Linked DNA regions of Sus scrofa: region 2 is linked to region 1. Evidence: chromatin contacts called from public HiChIP or PLAC-seq data. All regions are on one chromosome and are shown on one strand. The core of a region is the stretch at or near the end of the contact, and the rest is flanking DNA. Distances in the headings are between cores, read along the strand shown.

Region 1 (3,893 bases), core at 990-3,489:
TCTTTGCTCACAATTTGCAGTTTTGGAGTTCCCGTCGTGGCTCAGTGGTTAACAAATCCAACTAGGAACCACGAGGTTGCGGGTTCCATCCCTGGCCTCACTCAGTGGGTTAAGGATCTGGTGTTGCCATGAGCTGTGGTGTAGGTCACAGGTGCGGCTCAGATCCCATTTTGCTGTGGCTCTGTTGTAGGCCAGTGGCTACAGCTCCAATCAGACCCCTAGCCTGGGAACCTCCATATGCCGTGGGTGCAGCCCTAGAAAAGACAAAAAGACAAAATAAATAAATAAAATAAAACAATTTGCAATTTCATAGGCCTGTGGGTTCATCTCTCAGCTCCACGTGGCATCAGCTGGGATAGTGGACTGCCTGGATGATCCACTCCCCGGAGAACTCACTCACAAGGCTGGGAGCTCGGTGGAGACTGTGGGTGAGCTGGGAGCCTCTTTTATCCTCCAAGTGGGCCTGTCCCTCGGCTGCTCGGGCTTCCTCACAGCATGGCCTTTGGATTCCAAGAGGAAGGAAGCGGAAGCAGCCTGTTTTCTCCAAGGTCAGGGCCAGAGTGGCGCACCGCTATTTCTGCTGGCTCCCGGTCCCAGTCCAGACTCAAGGGGTTAGATGTAAGTGCCACGTCTTGATAGGAGGGGCATGTGCATAAAAGAGGGGAGGGATGGCTTGGAACCATCTTTGGAGATCAGCTACCACACCTCTGATTTTACATATGAGGAAACAGACTTAGACATGGGACTGGAGGCTCAGGAGCTGGAATGATAATAGAAATAGGATTTATCAAGCTTTTCCTAATGTGCCCAGTACAGTACTGGCCGCTCCCACAAGCGGTCCCACTCCAAACAAATAAGGCAAGAACAATTATTCTGCCCATTTTACAGATGAGGAAACTGAGTCACAAGCAGGTAGGTAACCCGCCACAAGCCATGCAGGAAGAGGGCCCAGAATCAAACCCGAGCCGTCTGGGTCCAGAGCCCACCGTCTGAACCAGCAGCAAAATCCAAAAGCCATTACGTTTTTTCTTGAGATGTCATTTTGGCATTAACAACACAGTGGAACTGTGCCCAAAACACTGGCAAGTTCCAAATAAAACAAAATGCGACATTCTTCATACTTCAGTACAAGGCATTCTGGAAGTGTGTGCCATAGAATGACTTGCATTTTCCCACAAGAGCCCGAGGGGTCAGACATGGCAGTTCCTCCCCATTACCCATCTCTCTGTCTTATGTAGCAATAGATGTTTTAGCTGGGCACCTGTCTTCCCACCTACCTGTGCTTCGTCCCTAGTTCCCCTTGCAATTAAGGGGAGTAAGGTCTAGTCAGTGGGTTAAGAGCAGAAGCGATGGGAGTGATCTCTGGGTTGGGTCTGCTGGCTGACTAGGGGTGCAATGGCAGGAGCTGGAGCAACCGCTTTGGACCATGAGACAGAAGTTGAGTGTGGAGGGACCAATAGGGTAGCAGAAGCCTGGGGTGTTTGAATGATGTGGGGAAGTAGCCAAATCCTTAAGCCCTGACTGTCCACCTCTGGCCTCTTACCTAAGAGAGAAATAAAATTCTACCTTCTTTAAGCCTTTGTTAATTTCAGTGTTTGTTTCTTCATCTCAAATTGTATGGTAATTTACAGAGGATCCAACAGGAAGGGAAAGGACTTGTCCAGAGATGTAATAGCTGGGCCAGCAGGTCTGTGGTTCTTCCCTGTCCTGAAATTCTGTGGTTTTGTGATAGGAGAGGGTTGGGCGGAGCTGAGGGCTTCCAGCTGTTTCGAGGCTCGAGACTGGAGGCTGCTCTCTTCCTTTTCTTTGCGTGAACTATTTTCCCTTAACCTCAGTTCTGACCTTCTGTAATGGAACTGGGGGTTGGACTGCATTTAAAACCCAGATGGAAAGTAAGAAGCTGTTTGCAGCTGAATTTTCCTTTTAGTCTCTCTGGGAAGTTGGGACAGTTTATGAATATTTTGCAACGGCCAGAAATCCATTTTGTGAAATGCTGCTTTTGTGTTTTGTTTTGGTTTGGTTTTTTTCTCTCTGCCAAAACATCACAAAGTCATCAGGGGTTTTATAAACTCTGATTAAAAAAAAAAAAAAACCTAACACTTGATTTCCCAGCATGGCTAGGATATGGCATTTCCTGGTGAAGAAATATTCCATTTATTTAGCTTCTCTGAGGTTGTCGAGCATGTAGGGACTTTCCTGGGACAGGGGACAGAGTGAAAAGGCCATGACTAGGGGTGACAAAAGCAGAAGCGAGAGGGGATGTGGGGTGGCCCGGGGTTGGGGCTGGGAGCCCCAGCCACCGCAAAGCTCGAGCAGAGGCGGAAATGGAGGAGAGGGTGATGGAGCAGCATTGGCGGGGCTCAGAGTTCTGAAGGCAAGGAAGTCAGGTGGCTGGTTTCAGGGGCACAGTCCCCACGCTGGCCTCTCTGTGATAGGCTGCTTCTGTCCAGGGGGACTCGTTTGGCATGGCTGGTCAGACTGGCGAAATATGGGAGAAGCAGAAGTTGATTAAAGACCAGTGTCAAAATGACATTGATGCAACAGAACAAAGGGTGGGGGAAAAATGTAATTGTAACATATACATGTAAGGATAACTTGATCCCCTTGCTGTACAGTGGGGAAAAAAAAAAAAATGACATTGACCACAAATGTTCTGTCCTGACCTAGCCATCTTGCAAAATGGGTCACATACACCCTTCCTCAAAGGGTGAGTGTGAAGCTTAAATGCGTTAAGCGTGTATAAAGCGCTTATGAGCCTGCTTGGCTGAGAGTAACGGCTGGAAAGGGTTCCTTGTCCCTGCCGCTGCCTCGTCATCATCATCATCATTTTCTCCCCCTCCCCCACTCAGGTGAACAGTTATTTTTTTATTTTTTAAATTTTTTTATCTTTTTTGCTATTTCTTTGGGCCGCTCCCGCGGCATATGGAGGTTCCCAGGCTAGGGGTCCAATCGGAGCTGTAGCCGCCGGCCTACACCAGAGCCACAGCAACGCAGGATCCGAGCCACGTCTGCGACCTATACCACAGCTCACGGCAACGCCGGATCGTTAACCCACTGAGCAAGGGCAGGGACTGAACCCGCAACCTCATGGTTCCTAGTCGGATTCGTTAACCACTGCGCCATGACAGGAACTCCATGGTGGACAGTTATTGACTGGAGTCACTTGTGGGCTTTCATGACCAAGAAAGTTTTTGTCATAAGAAAGTTCCACGTTGCAATTAAAACAGTGGGTTGCTAAAGGCAAATGAGGAGGTGATTCCGTTTCCCTGAGATTTGAGGAACTTCGTGTTTGGGATTTTTGTCTTTGTTATTTTTTTATTTTTTTTGTCTTTTTGCTATTTCTTTGGGCCGCTTCCGCGGCATGTGAAGGTTCCCAGGCTAGGGGTCTAATCGGAACTGTAGCCACCGGCCTACGCCAGAGCCACAGCAACGCAGAATCCAAGCCGCGTCTGCAACCTACACCACAGCTCACAGCAACGCCGGATCGTTAACCCACTGAGCAAGGGCAGGGACCGAACCCTCAACCTCATGGTTCCTAGTCGGATTCGTTAACCACTGCGCCACGGCGGGAACTCCCGGATTTTTGTCTTTGAAGCGCAGTCGATACTGACACGTATCCCCTTGGACGGCTTTGAAGTTCCACCACCGCCTTTGCCATGGTGCTTCCCGCCCTGGCCCCACCCTTCCCAGCTCCTCTTTATGATGATTGAAAACAAAATTAATTGCGGTAAAATACACATAACATAAAGTGTAGCCTCTTGGAGTTCCCACTGTGGCACAATGGGATGGGCAGCGTCTTGGGAGCTCTGGGACGCAGGTTCGATCCCTGGCCTAGCGCAGTGGGTGAAGGATCTCACGTCGCTGCAGCTGTGGCTTGGATCTGATCCCCGGCC
Region 2 (3,893 bases), core at 579-3,078, 44 kb before region 1:
TAATCAGAGGACATGGGTCACTGCTAGATGTCCTCTTTGTCTTGGCTGTCCCACAGCACATGGAGTTCCCAGGCCAGGGGTCAGATCCGAGCTGCAGTTGCAACCTATGCCACAGCTACAGCAACACGGGATCCTTTTTTTCAATCCATGGTGCCAGGCTGGGAATCGAACCTGCGTCCTGGCACGGCAGAGGTGCCATCACTCCTCTTGCACCACAGCAGCAACTCCAGAAAGCTTGTAATTCTCATAAAAATGTACTAGGCTGAAGTGGTCATTTCTCCTTCCCCTCAGCATCTTGTTTTTTAAGATCCTTGCTGGTTGCTCTGTGTCTCTCTGGTCTATCGTTTCTACTGGCTCCCTCTTCCCCACGGTGTGTGGCTACCCCAGCTCCCAGCCCCATGACCCCGCACACAGCACCCCCAGTGGGCCTGTGGGACGCCTCTCAGGGGATGAGCAGGCGCCCAGCTCCCAGAGCAAGAGAGTCAGCCCTGCACGAGCCGGTGGGCCTTCCTGGTTCCTCTTCTGCAGGGGACCTGGCCTTGTTTGAAGATGCTCGGCCTGAACCCAGCCCTGCCCTTGGCCGCGACCTCCATGAACTAGGATCGGCTGTGCACTTGGAATCCAGACACAGGCGAGCATAGGGCCTTTGGAGACCAGCGGGGGATGTGGTCACCCCCACCCCCCTGCAGCTGTGGCCCTGAGACCTCACCTTGATGACCAGGTCCACAAAGCCCTTGTCGTCATCACTGGAGACGGGCGTGTAGGGCCGAATGACCAGATTCCCATCAATCCGAGCCGAGAGGTAGATGTGCTGGCCTGCGGGACGGCAGGGGAGAATCTGGGCTGGGGACGATCCCCTGCAGGGCCCCTGCGTGTTGTCAACCAGCTTCCTGCCCCCTGCCCAGCATTCAGAGCCTGGCCTGGCCTTGCTCCCAGTGTCCCCTTCACCCCCGGGACTGCCATCACATCCCAGCTCTTTGCCTTTGCTCGTGTTGGCTACTGCCCTCTCATTCTGACACTCACCCTCGAAGGCCCAGGGTGGCTGTCACCTCCTCCTTGAAGCCTTCCCTGCTCTAACTGAAAGCCCCCACCTCTCTGTCCCAGCACGGGTGCCGTGCGGGCTGGGTCGGGGCCGCACTCACCCACAGGGAGGCCCAGGACGTGCTGGGGCGACGGCAGGGCAAAGCGGAACCGCCGGGTGTCATGGTTGACGACCTGCAAAGAGGCCGAGTTGCTGGACAGCACCCAAGGCAGAGGGGCCACTAGGCCTAGAACCCCCAGCCCTCTCCAGCACCCGAGCGTCATTGCGAGAAGTGACACCGACACCCCATGTAGACACACAACCTGTACACGCATGTGTGTGCGCACAGAGGTCAGGCACACATGGGTGTGTCTCAGTTTCTGCTGGCCTGGAAAAGGACAATGACCCACCCAGGGTCACATCGTGTGGTAGTCAGAGCAGGGAGTAAGCTCAAGATCCCAAAGGGAGGCTGCCAGACAGCCCAGAAAATTCCAAAGGCAGGAGCGAAGGAGCCATCTCTGCCCCAGTTTGAGAAGTACCCTGGGGCGGTGGGAAGAGTTCGGGGGCTGGGCCGGCAAAGTGCACAGTGCTGAGACAAGGACTGGGACTCAACAGAGGGGCTCTAAAGCCACTATGCTGAAAGCTCCCCTCCGGGACAGAAGCAGGGCAGCATGACGGGGTGGCCTGCGCAGGACAGGAGGCGTGGCAGCCTTGCTGCCTGGGCGGTCGCTGGGGCTGGCCAAGGCCTGGGGCCCAAAGCCAGGCCTCACCCCCGCACAGCGTGTGCACCCGGGTGTGGTCACTGGGGGAGGGCCACTTCCCCTCCAGGCAGGGCAGAGGCTGCTGAAGGGCGAGGCTGAGCTGGGGAAGGAGCCTGGTTAATGGGCCAAGGACAGCGAGTGCCCTGCAGGCAGCTGTGGTCAGAGCCGGGAACCAAACCTGTGCCCTGACTCCGAGCGGGCTCCGGAAGGCCCCTGTGGGGTCTCCCTGGCACCAGGTCAGCAGGATGGGGACAGCAGGCAGCTAGCCGCCCAGCCTACGCTCATACCCACACGAGGCAAGGTCCAGTGATGGACAGTGATACCCCCTGGAGGGGGGCGACAGAGCTCTCCAGAGGGACAGAGCCTCACTCTGAGCACCACGGCAGAGGCAGGTGGCCTGGACCTCGGGAGAGACGGTGCCCAGCCACCAGTCAGTCTGCTGGTGGCCAGCGGGCCTCTCAGTCCCACAGCCCAGGCCTGAAGCTGCAAACGGAGCCCCGGGGCCTCCTGCGAGTGGATGGCAGGACGATCAGCTGGTCCTGGGGCTCGAGATCAGGAAACCACGCAACAGACGTTTTTGGAGGAAGAAGAGAAATCAGGAAAAGACACTGACAATTATTGTGCTGCACAACCTCCAGCCCAGCACAGCGGAAGTCACAAGGCTGGGGTCTGAGAGGGCTTAGCACGGAGCTGCCGTGCAGAAGGCTGCTGGCCCAGGGGATGTGAGCAGCAGATGCAGAGCTTTGGGCCGCCCTGCGGATCACCTGGTCTGTTCAGCTCACGGAGGGGAAGGACAGGCAGCCGGGGGCCCTCCCTGTGCCACAGCAACAGTATCAAGAGCAGGCACACCTGCCGACCTTGCAAAGCCACGTCTAGGCTACCATGCGGGAGGGTAACGGCTGGGATGTCTGCCACCTGCTCAAAGGGGCTGGGAGGGTCCATTGTGTGACATCCTTACCAAAAAAAAATACTAGACAGTCATCAAAAATAACGAATTGAGGGAGGGTTCCCTTATGATGCAGAGGGTTAAGGATCTAGCATTCTCACTGCTGTGGCTCAGGTTGAGTCCCTGGTCCAGGAACTTCTACATGCTGCAGATGTGACCAAAAAAAAAAAAAAAAAAAAAAAAAAAAAAAATTAGGCTTTGGGTTAGACAGGAAAAGGTGTCCATGTTGTGTAGCTGGGTAAAAACTCAGGTTATTAAAAAAGAAAAATTAAATACACACATACCTATACCTTCACACACCATGTACATATGAATGTGACACCAGAAGAGGCTCAGGCTGACCTGCGACTGGAAGTGGGGAAGGGGGACACTCACACCTCACAGACAGAGCGAGCACCGAAAAATTATAATTACTTCTAGAACTAAAAAACAAGGAAAAAGAATTTTCAAAAAGGAAAAGGGGAGTTCCCGGTGGCCTAGGGGTTAAGGACCCAGCATTATCACTGCTGAGGCACAGGTTCATCCCTGGTCTGGGAACTTCTGCATGCTGTGGGCATGGCCAAAAAGAAAGTTAAAGATTTCAAGACATTATGATTTTGTTTAAGTTTTAGTAAGAAAAAAATTGTGTATAAAACGTGGAGGCAGTTCCCATTGTGGATCACTGGTAACGAATCAGACCAGTATCCATGAGGATGTGGGTTCGATCCCTGGCCTCGCTCAGTGGGTTAAGGATCCAGGGTTAGCAGGCCACAGATATGTGGCATAGGCCAGCATCTGCAGCTCCAATTCGACCCCTAGCCTGGTAACTTCCACATGCCGCAGGTGCAGCCCTAAAAAAAAATATGGAGGAGTTCCTGCTGTGGCACAGTGGGTTAAGAACCTGGCTGCTGTGGCTTCGGTGGCTGCAGAGGCCTGGGTCTGATACCTGGCCTAGAGCAATGGACTAAAGGATCTGGCTGTGCTGCAGCGGTAGCTCAGATGAAATCCCTGGCCTGAGAACTTCCATATGCCATGGGTGTGCCCATAAACAAACAAGCCAACCAAAAACACATACTGAATGGACGGATGTAGTCCTACCCTGGAAGTGGTGACCTTTTATTTTATTTATTTTTTTTGGCTTCTCTCTGGTTTTCAACTTCTATGAACTCCTGGTACAGTTACACTC

Evidence for each region. HiChIP or PLAC-seq counts read pairs in DNA pulled down with a chosen protein or histone mark.
Region 2: an H3K27ac HiChIP or PLAC-seq map of alveolar macrophages shows a contact between it and region 1. The contact joins two enhancer-like sites. A contact is called at or near these places in 1 of 5 promoter capture datasets (fetal liver), 11 of 47 Hi-C or Micro-C datasets (blood, embryonic fibroblasts, epiblast stem cells and 7 more) and 2 of 2 datasets of contacts at active chromatin or transcription factors (alveolar macrophages and skeletal muscle).

The regions. Positions count from the first base shown.
Region 1 is chr5:6,110,302-6,114,194 of Sscrofa11.1, reverse strand. No RefSeq gene overlaps it. Among named protein-coding and RNA genes, the nearest start is that of A4GALT, 28 kb to the right of the region's middle. Within about 2 kb of position 2,239, at least 29 of the 83 cell types and tissues checked have an H3K27ac peak or open chromatin away from gene starts, as enhancers often do. A contact at or near this core is called in alveolar macrophages, fetal liver, mesenteric adipose tissue and 1 more, where this site is marked.
Region 2 is chr5:6,154,261-6,158,153 of Sscrofa11.1, reverse strand. LOC100524254 (NADH-cytochrome b5 reductase 3-like) reads right to left here. Exons shown (of 10, transcript XM_003125982.4): 3 at 1,143-1,215; 4 at 710-816. Among named protein-coding and RNA genes, the nearest start is that of POLDIP3, 18 kb to the left of the region's middle. Within about 2 kb of position 1,828, at least 28 of the 83 cell types and tissues checked have an H3K27ac peak or open chromatin away from gene starts, as enhancers often do. A contact at or near this core is called in alveolar macrophages, fetal liver, mesenteric adipose tissue and 1 more, where this site is marked.